2 separate regions of the Mus musculus genome follow, and region 1 is linked to region 2. Evidence: chromatin contacts called from public HiCAR-type data. All regions are on one chromosome and are shown on one strand. Each heading gives the region's core, a stretch centred on a gene start, on an enhancer-like site or on the middle of the called end of the contact. The rest is flanking DNA. Distances are from core to core; before and after follow the strand shown.

Evidence for each region. HiCAR-type assays count read pairs that join an accessible place to other places.
Region 1: a contact with region 2 is called in a HiCAR-type map of astrocytes, with 2.8 times the contacts expected there. The contact joins the promoter of Wdr64 here to the enhancer-like site in region 2. A contact is called at or near these places in 2 of 39 promoter capture datasets (both in liver) and 4 of 115 datasets of contacts at active chromatin or transcription factors (astrocytes, embryonic forebrain, embryonic hindbrain and 1 more).

The regions. Positions count from the first base shown.
Region 1 is chr1:175,697,001-175,702,026 of GRCm38.p6, reverse strand. Wdr64 (WD repeat domain 64) reads right to left here and starts at 3,434. Exons shown (of 28, transcript NM_029453.2): 1 at 3,096-3,434. The coding sequence starts at 3,240.
Region 2 is chr1:175,124,987-175,130,296 of GRCm38.p6, reverse strand. The region is part of intron 6 of Rgs7 (regulator of G protein signaling 7); the gene reads left to right. Among named protein-coding and RNA genes, the nearest start is that of Grem2, 210 kb to the right of the region's middle. Within about 2 kb of position 1,601, at least 37 of the 459 cell types and tissues checked have an H3K27ac peak or open chromatin away from gene starts, as enhancers often do. A contact at or near this core is called in astrocytes and forebrain, where this site is marked.

The DNA.
Region 1 (5,026 bases), core at 2,185-4,684, 570 kb before region 2:
CAGAACAAAGAATTCTTTAGCTCAAAGGTCAATAGTGTCATGGCCGAGAAGCCTTCATGTAAAAATGACATTCCTCTCCCTGTTTCAAAACTCAGCAAATGTTTATCTACCTAAACAGGAACAACTATTAGCCCTGTGGAAAATAAAGAAACATCCAAGTATTTATGTAGCTATTTTAAAGACACATGTTCTATCTGGACTGCACCTGAATGGGGTGGGGGGAGGATTTGGTCACAGGGTAATCCGAATTCTATTGCGTCACTGGTGAGATCTAAGAATAACAGAACCAGGACAAATCTCTGTAGTCTACTTAGCATCCCTTTGAGGCTGACACCTCTTCTTTAAAACAGTCTCTCGAGTCCTGGCTCCTTACCTACAATAAAGAGTCAATTCTTATCTTCCAATAGTTATTAATAAAGACAAATGTATTTGAATAGTATTAGCAGCTTGGTACAAGTTAGGATTCCATATTTTCCATCTCCTCAATCCTGAAACCTTGTCCCTAAGATATAGAAGGCCATGTATCTAGCAGAGTAGTTTTTTATCTCATCTAAAAATTCCTGAGGAAGGAACTTTGCACCACAGATTTGGAGTTGTATGCTTTCAGGGGGGCGGGGGTGGGGGTGGGGAGCAAGGCTAACTTCTTAATTTAACACGTGTTCAAGGAGTGCCTCCTGACACCAGACTCTGAGCTGGCCTTATCTGTGCAAAACCTTCAAAACACTTCCAGATCAATGGTCAAGCACAGAGTACATATTAACCTCAGCAGCCTAAATAAAGCAGGTAAATTCCTGGAGGCAGCAATAAAAACAGTAACAGTGCTGAGGATGCCTCTGCTTAGGGGCGAATGGGAGCGTGTTTGCAAAGAGGTAGCTTTCTACTTTCTTGAGAATTGAAAGAGGAAAGAGGGACTGGAGAGATGCCCAAGTCGGGAGAACGGCACATTAGCCACTACAAGTTCTGCAAAAGAAACAATTTAATAACTGTGGACACAAATCACAGCTCTTACCTCAAAGGGAATAAAAGTTTGTTTTTGAGCCAGGTTTGAGTGACCATAGCTTGGGAACAGATTCAAGTTGTCCTGAATAACATATTCCAATGTGGCCATGGTACGCTTTCATAGCCACACAACAACAACAACAATAACAACAACAACAAAAAGGTCATGACATGGCATTTTCAGACCCATTGATGGGAATATCAAAGCAGGCAAAATACTGCTGACGAATTAGGTTCTATCCGATGGCATCTTAGCTTCGGATTTGGTGGAAGTCAGTGGTCTACTAATACAACTCCAAAGTTTTGTGTGATAGATGAGAGGGCACTAAGTCAGGACTGGTTGGTGACAAAGCTCACATGGTCCACAGCCATGTGGCATTTTAAACATAGATTTGCCTTTTTTTTTTTTTTCCTGAAAAGTTCAGCTCAGGCATGAGGATGTAGTTCAGTTGCTACAGTTTCAGTTTACAAAGTAAATAAGTAAATATTTAAAAAAAAACCACTATGACATATTTAGAAATGTTGAAAAGCCTCTGACAGGATTGAAGGTGCCAGACGTTGATGCCGGAAAGGTTGAGGCGTGACTCATGCTCAGCAAGATGGCATGTACAGATTCTAAAGGTGAGTTAGTAAACCAGGATTGTGGCAGAGCTAGAGGAAAAACTCGTTGTAGAAATATATCAGAAGGAATAAGTCTGGATGGAAGACTCCCAGCAGGTGTTAGAACAATCTGAGAGAACTATGATTATATATTATGAAGACTCCTCTCAAAAGTGATGCTAACTACACGGCTCTGGAGACTAGGCAGCCAGCATTCATGCCATAAGACTTGGGCAAGAACACACTAGGCAGAAACTCAGGACAAACGACAAAAGAAAAAAAAAAAAAGAAAAAGAAAAAGAAAGAAAAAGAAAGAAAGAGAAATGAGCAAAACCAGAAGAGACTGTCAAGACACACAGGGGGAGGAGCATGGAGGGAGGAGCTTCTCAGAGCAGAAGAGGAGACCAGACCAGTGTTCCTGCAGTGAAATGGTCACGTGGGCTGAAACGTGATAGCAAAGTCAGCCTTGGTGGTGCACACCTGGACAAACTGGGAGTGGAGGATATCAAGTTTCAGACCAGCCTGGGCTACATAGTGAGACCGTCTAAAAGAAAGAAAGAAAAAAACCACAACTTATCTGAATTTGGCAACAGTGTTAGATACTGAATATATTTTCAGCAAAAATGAGGGAAGCCAGCCTGGAGTGGATGAGAGAAAGGCAGAGATGCTGTAGGGAAATTTAGCAGAGAAGCAGAGAGGAGACATGGAGGAATATCTTAAGGGAAGAGAGTCAAGGACGAGTTGACAGAGTATATTTTTAGAATCAAAGGGCAAAGCTGGTGGAAAAAGAGACTTCTGAGGTTGTTGCAGCAAATTGACAGTGTTGGAGAGGAGGGGAGGAGGGCTGCTGACTTAGGAAGTATTGGGCTAGAGGAAAAGGGAGAGAGAACGAATTCTAGGCTCTGTGCCTGGCTCTCTCCTAGGATAGGAAACTTGGCTGAGAGAAACAGAAGCCCCATCAACAATTTAAAAACATGGTGAGAGTTTGGAGAATCAATTGTAGCAAGAGGTAAAACAAGCTGACAGGAGGGAAATTCAAGCTTTGTTGAGCGCTTTATAGAGAGCTCAGCCAAGATCCAGAGAACTTCCGGAAAGATCTGAACCCTTCTGACTCTTAAGAGACTTGGGCAGGTGACTCCTCTCTAACTCCCATTGTTTTCCCAAGCAAAGTGGACTGCATTTTATTCCAGTTCTAGTTAAGCTGGGTAACACAGAGACACAGAGGGCCTCCTGCGTGTTCACTATGCTATACTGAGTCTCAGGTGGGCCTGTGACTGATAGTGTCTGGAATATAAACTCTTAATGCTATTTAATCCAACTCTTTATATTACAGGTAAATACAAAAGGCTTCCTCATGCCTAGCTAAGTATGTCGGGGACAAAGAAAGAACTCAGGTCTGGTCCCCCATTCAGTGTCTTGGGTTTAAACAAGACTGCTTTTCTCCGATGACCTAATCAACGAATCCAGATGGACTTCCCTGTAACCATCCATCTTACCTTCTTTTGGTATAAATATGCCTGCTCTTTCTTCCTTTTTCTGGGCTGTTGTCTGTTCAACCAGTTTATTGAACTCAACCAAGGACGCTTTGAAATTGTTGATCTGCAGCGCGAGGTTGAACCGCTTCTCATCCTTGGCATCCATACAGACATAGGGAGTCTCTTATTTCTGCGCAGAAATAATACTGCAAACTTGCCAATGTGGAAATGCTTCTAGTTCTTATAATGTGTCTGCTGTTTCAACTTTTGCCCTAGGTCTCATTCCTCTGACTTTTATATCCCTGTTCTAGAGGAACAAGGAGTAAGAGTTGTTTCTAGCAGGTTAGCAGGAGGACAGCTGAGGCCTGCTGCATTTCATAGAGGCAGGGGTGTTAGTGAAGGGTCCTGACCTCATAATGTTAACATTGGCCATCATGGGGACTTCATTAGGTCACAGTGTCTCTGTAAGTCCCACAGCAGATTGGGATCCACCTCCTGCAGGGTGTGTGTATGTGTGTGTGTGTGTGTGTGTGTGTGTGTCTGCCTATTGAGAAAATGGAAGGGTAAAGGAAGGAATCCAGGCATTACTTTAATCGGAATGAATGTCTCTTCTCACTCCCAGCCTCCTGTCTCCCTCAAGGTACTACAGAGAGTAAAGTTTACATTTGTTCCCATAGCTCTCCTGGATATGGAAGATGAACCTGTGAGGATGAAAATATATTTTCATCTCCTGTCTTACTTGGCACCAATAAAGATATTTTTAGAAGTTGTGGAGAATGAAAGCCTTTCTTTCTTTCTTTCTCTCTTTCTTTCTTTCTTTCTTTCTTCCTTCCTTCTCTTTATGCACTTACTTTAGTTAAAATACTAAAAGGAGCCAAGGATAAGGAAGGTGTCCTTGAGAGGACATTTTTCGGGGGGAGCCAGTTGAAGGAGAAGAGGCCTTTCTGCTTGTTTTTTCCATTAAAATTAACGTCTGATTCCACTGAGTCCAAATGCTTACCTCTGATTCAAGTTCTCCAATCTCCAACTGTGTTTGTGTGCCCGCACATGTGCACACAAATGCTCCGCTGTGAATACGTTTGCACAAGGAAGCCTGAGGATGATACTGCCCATTTTCTTACACACGCTGTACTTTCATCTTTGATGTAGGATCTCTCCGGAACCTGAAGCTGTATTGACTGTATTAGGTGGCCAACAAGCCCTAAGCATCCATCTGCCTCTGCATCCTGAGCACCAGTATTCCAGTTGCCTAGCCCACTGTGCCTATCTTCTAACGTGCGTGCTGGGGAATCTCGATTCATGGCCTTATGTTTGTGCAACAAATACTTTATCAATGGAGATATGTCTCCAGCCCCCAGCCCTCCCCAGTGTTTTATAAAAGTCTATTCATCAACATGTTCATCAACAGTCAACTCATGGAAATGTGAGACAGATAGAGTCCCTATTCCTTGGTAGTGCATCTTTTAAACCATCTTGTGCAATCCTGAGTTCAGAATTGAAGCGAGTGGCATTAGGGGGCACTCCTGTTTTGAGTACCAGGTGTTCATCCTCTCACTATGAGCTATTAGGGGAGTAAATTCCTATAAACATCTTACTTAGAGAATCTCCTCACACTATTTATTCTTTATTCCTTTTCTCCCATCCAAATACTATTTGGCAACATCCTAGGAACTATCTTTCCTACAATCCTCATCCATGAATTCTTCTATTTCCTCATCCATCCATTCAGCGCATACTTATCAGACACCTACTTATGCTAGCAGGTACTTAGGTAGTAGTGATAGAATAGTGAGCGAATGGTGTGTTGAGCTTACAATCTAATGGTGAAAACAGGCACGTGCATGGTATTCCAGAAGGTGGTAAATGCTCTGAAGACTGAGTAAAGGTGTGTGCACTGGAGTGGGGTGTGTGTGTGTGTGTGTGTGTGTGTAATAAACAATTACTTAACAAAA
Region 2 (5,310 bases), core at 352-2,851:
TAAAGAGACACCATGATCACGATAAGATATATATTTAATTGAGGCAGGCTTACAGGTCCAGAGGCTTAGTCCATCATTGTCATGGCAGGAAGCATGGCAGCACCCATGCAGATGCCAAGAGTTCTACATCTGGATCAGCAGGAAGAGAGCCTGACGTGGGTTTGTAAAACCTCAAAGCCCATCCCCAGTGACACTCTTCCTCCAACAAGGCCACAGCTCCCAGTGTGGTCACTCACTATGGTCCTATTGGGGGTCATTTTCATTCAAACCACCACAGGTCGTTTAGGATTTGAGGGAAAAGAAAGGGCATTAACCATTACATTTGAATGTACTAGGAATGCTAGCTAAATTTAATATTTGTTTTAAAATTGACGTGGGAGTAAAATTGCATTGCCATGTCTGGGGGTCGGAGGACAACTTGTAAGACCTGGTTCTCCTCCCTCCATGTGGATCCCAGGGGTGGAACTCAGACTATCAGGGTTGGCAGTCACCACCTTTACCCACTGAGCCATCCCATCAACTTGTTCATGAATCTTTAAATGTCACATTAAAAACCATGTCACAGGAAGAAAGAGGTGTGAGAGGGGAGAGAGAGACCAGTGCAAACAAAGGAAAGAATCTGTTGTTCTTCTGTTCGCTTTGTTTGGTTAGAGACTGTCTCATGAGGTCTCTGAGACTGGTGTTAGACACAAGGGCATACAGACCTGATTTTTTTGTGCATAGGTACGTGTGTGTGTGTGTGTGTGTGTGTGTGTGTGTGTGTGTGTACTGTATATGCAGAGTGTATAGAGACTGGTTGTGTTCCTTGGGTGTGCATGTGGATGCCAGAGCTCTGTGTTGGGTTTCTTCCTCTATACCACTATGCCTTATTGTCCTGAGACAGGGTTTCTCACAGAAACAGAAATGTGCAGTTTGAGCTAAGCTGGCTGGCCAGTGAACTTTTGGGATCCCATCTCCACCCACAGTGCTGGTGCTACAAGCACACTATAGACATAGGCCACTTTTATGAGTAGCTGGGGCCAGATCTGCATGTTTGAGCATGTGTGATTTTACCCATTGAGCACCTCCACAAAATCTCCAGGGAAATTCTTATTTTTTTAAAAAGGAGCTATATCCTTCTTTACAATTAAAATAGTAATTTCTGTATATATTTTTTTAAGCTCTCAAAATTTTAAGGTTTAACCTGTATGTCCATTAAACACAGACTGTATTTGAATCTGAAAGCAGACATAAGAAGCAATGACAGACTGAAATACTTTACTTTCCAGGAAGGTCTTCAAAACTGCTCCTTTCTTTTCATACATAGACCGAAAAGAGTGAAGGTGAAGCTGGCAGTGAGCAGACAGAAACACAGAAAGAAGTAAAAGACACACACACACTGCAGAGTCCCTCTCATTTGAATGGAATCAATGGAGCTTGGAGCTAGGAAATGACCCTATGGATATAACTAAGGTTGCTTTTCTCAAGAAACTTGGCAGCTTTAGAGCACTGGATCAAGTCCAAGTAACCTCATTAAAGATTCCCTGTGTATGCATGAGGGCTAGAAATAGAAGCAAGCTCAAAGAGAACCGAGAAAGCCTGTTTGCCTTTTAAGGTTTCTTGGGATTTCAGTGTGGCACTGTAGTAGAAGGTTCCATCCCTAATCTGACCTCAATTCTCCACATGTCAGAGACCCCCAGTTGTTCAGCAGCAGGATTAACAGCCAGTGAAAGGAAGAGAGGAAAGCTATGGATGAATGCTTGAGGGGTTGACCGACAGAAAGCCTGGAGCTCAGCGTGCAGTTCCCCAGTTTCCTGTCACCTGTGTGGTCACCTCACCCAGACAAGTGGGCAAACACTAAAGAAAACCAGAAACAATATGGGAATCTAAGCTTGGTTATATTAAACAAATTTACACTTATAAGAGAAAGCTGCGAAAAGACAGTTTTCTGTTGAATAACCCAAGACAACTGCTTTCTCTACCTTCCCTCTAAGTTCCAAAATGATTGAATCAAAATGTTTTAAATAAAACATGAGCGCTACAGTTTACTTTAAAAATGCTAATTAGTGGCACAGAATAGATTTTATTCATTAAGATATTAGAAGACTAAAGGCTGAAAATAAACTAGTTCTTCATCATTGGTGGCAGATTGTATTAGTCACTGCTTAATTTCTGAGGTCATAGTTTAAGGAATTAAACAGTTGAGCCTTCATTTGAGGAGGTAAGTTTGAATGATAAAAAGTTTTATTACTTATCAAATACTGTTGTAGTTGTTAAAGAAAACTTACTCATGAAACAAATAGTAGAAAATAGAGGAAGACAGAGGAGGAAAGGAAGGGAGGGAGGGGTGTGTGAGGAAAAGAATAGTGGATGTAAGAAAAAGGATGGATGAAAGGGGCTTCAGAGATGGCTCAGTGACAAGAACACTGGCTTCTCTTTCAGAGGACCTGGGCTTGATTCCCCATACACATATAGAGGTTCACAACCATTTCTAACTCTACTTCTAGTTCCAAGGAGCCTGATGCCCTCCTCTGGCACCTGGTATGCATGAGGTGCACAGACACACATGCAGACAAAATTCACAGTCACATAAAATTCAATTAAGAATAAAAAAAATTTACATTAGTCTACCAAAAGAACAAGTATTTTAGTTGGTTTTTAAGTAAAACAAAGTAAGTCAGTTTAAACAGATGATGGCAAGCTAGGTGTGGTAGCACACACCTTTAATTCTAGCTCTCCAGAGGCAGAGGCAGAGGCAGGCAGATGTCTGTGAGTCTGAGGCTAGCCTGGTCTAATTGGAGAGTTTTAGGCCAGGCTGGGTTACATAGCGAGACCTGGACTCAAAAACTAATTAAATAACTAAACGTATGAAATGGTGGACCAACGTGTGCTAGGCAAATATAATACAAGAAGAAAACTAAATTAGCAGTTATAATATTGATCAAATGAAAGATAGTAAATGTAAAGTCATTTGCCTAGTGAAAAATAACAATCCATTGAAATATTTTATAGTAAAGATATATAATATTAAAATTGTTTGAAATATAATAAAACAGTTACAGAAAGATAATGAAAACATTGGGCTTTAACACATCTCTCTCAAGCCAGACTAGCAAAACCCAAAGGAGGGAAAATTCTATCATTCTTGAGAGAAGAGTTTTATGTATGAAAATGTGGCAATATTATAAAATTCAAACTGTGCTATTTTCCACAGACTCCAAATATGTGTGAAGGAAAAACCTTTATTGGGTCATTGTACATATAGCCAAAAATGATGAAATATAGTCAAACAAATATATATATATATATATATATATATATATATATATATATATATATATATATCTTCATTCATAGGACAGGCTACAGTTGTTATAGAGGATTAGCTGTACCTATATAATATAAAACAACAGTAAATTTTAGTCATGTTTAATACAGAAAAGCAAATTACAATGCATGTGGTGCTGATGCATATTATCTGTATATGTGCATGTTCACACACATAATCTATAATTAATATCTAGATATCACATTTATTGTTAATTAACCTTCTCCACAGAAGCCTAAGGGGAAAATGGACTTCTTGCATATGTAATGAATGTACGTTTTTATCTCTAGCATACAAACAGGTGTTAAATCTAACAGGAAAAAGTCACATTCCCTAATAATAAAAGTCAGTCCAATCATCACTAGCTGAATCACCAAAGAAGACAAGCAAGCAAATAAATGGAACCTCAAAAGCTCAATAAATCATGATGCTTCCACTGAGCATATAGATGTTGAAGATGTTGAACATCTCTGTGGCAGGTTTTGCAAAGCATGAAGACCTATCAATAACTATAACAGTGACAGGATGAGGAGCACCTTCCAAAATCCACAGAAACAACATGAATTAAATATGTGCTTCAAACCTCCATCAAGTCCAGAGAGTAGCTGAATTGGCCCAGTTGTGTCAGTTAAACTGCAAGAAAGCAAATAAGTGAGTTAAATAGTGAGCAAGTGCCTGCACAAATATTTCTAAGAAAAGACAAGAAGTTGGCCAGCTCCGAAATGCCATAATCTTCTAATACAGTTCCTCGTGTTGTGTTAAACCCCAACCATAACATCATCTCATGCTACTTTATGTGTAATTTTACTAAGCTATCAATTGTAATATAAATATCTAATATGCAAGATATTTGATGTGTGACCTGCAAAGGGGTCTCACCCAAAGGCTGAGAACTACTGGATTAGAGGCTGTGTCACAGGCTACTGGTATCAAGGAGGAAGATGTTCTAGAGAAAGGTCCCATACACTCCTTTTATGCAGAAGCTGAGGTCATGAAGATGACTTCAACTTTAACCCAATCTAGGAGTCTTGCGTCTTGCATGGAGTTTGTAACTGGAGATGGGAATTGTCACTAACTCTATACTCCCTGTACTACTCAAGCTTAAGAAACAAGGCTATAGGAACGATCTGATGTGTTGGGTTTTTTTTTAATTCAAGAGTAGGAAAAAAGTTAGTCCACAAAATAAACATTCAAAGATTATTTTAAAAGAAACAGAGCTGTCTCCTGACCATATCTTTCACTTGCATTATTCAGCTTCTGTGTTGTACATTTTCCAAGTACATATATGGCCATTTGCATTTCTAGTCCTTATGAAGTAAAAATTCTTATCTTCATCCTTAGCTAGAGGGGTCATAGTAATTGATGTTCCTGCCATCTATGGGGTATGATTCTGAACAGCTTTGTCACAGGCATCAGTGTTTGTACAAGAGACTGCTCCACAAGGTGTTGTGGAGAGTTCCAGAATGGAGAAATAATCTCCTTTGCCATTCCCTCTCTACTGAGTTCTCATTCAGAAACCTGCTTCAGGAACTTGGGCTTCTCAACCTGTATTTGTCAAGATGCATTAGGACCAAATCCTATTCTTTACTATTCAGCTACCACTTGAATGGCATAGCCTCCTGTCAACTGCTTGTTGGTCTTCTGCCACGACATCATTAAGAATGTCTCGCATAATTTTCAAGGAATTTACTTCAGAAAAATATATTGCCTTTTGGAGTCTGGGATATAGTTCAGTGGAAGAACACTTCCCTGGCACATATAAAGCCTGTGTTTCAATCCCCGGTAAAACACACATACACACACACACACACACACACACACACACACACACACACACACACACACACACACGCACCTGCATACTTGAGTTATGTTATACTTTTTCCATGTGCAATTTTAGCTTTTGTATTTCTAGTTCATATGAACTCCACATTCTTGCCTCCACTACTCATAGCTAGTCAGGCAATAGTGATCAATAGCAGCTGCTGTGTTTCCTTATCTCA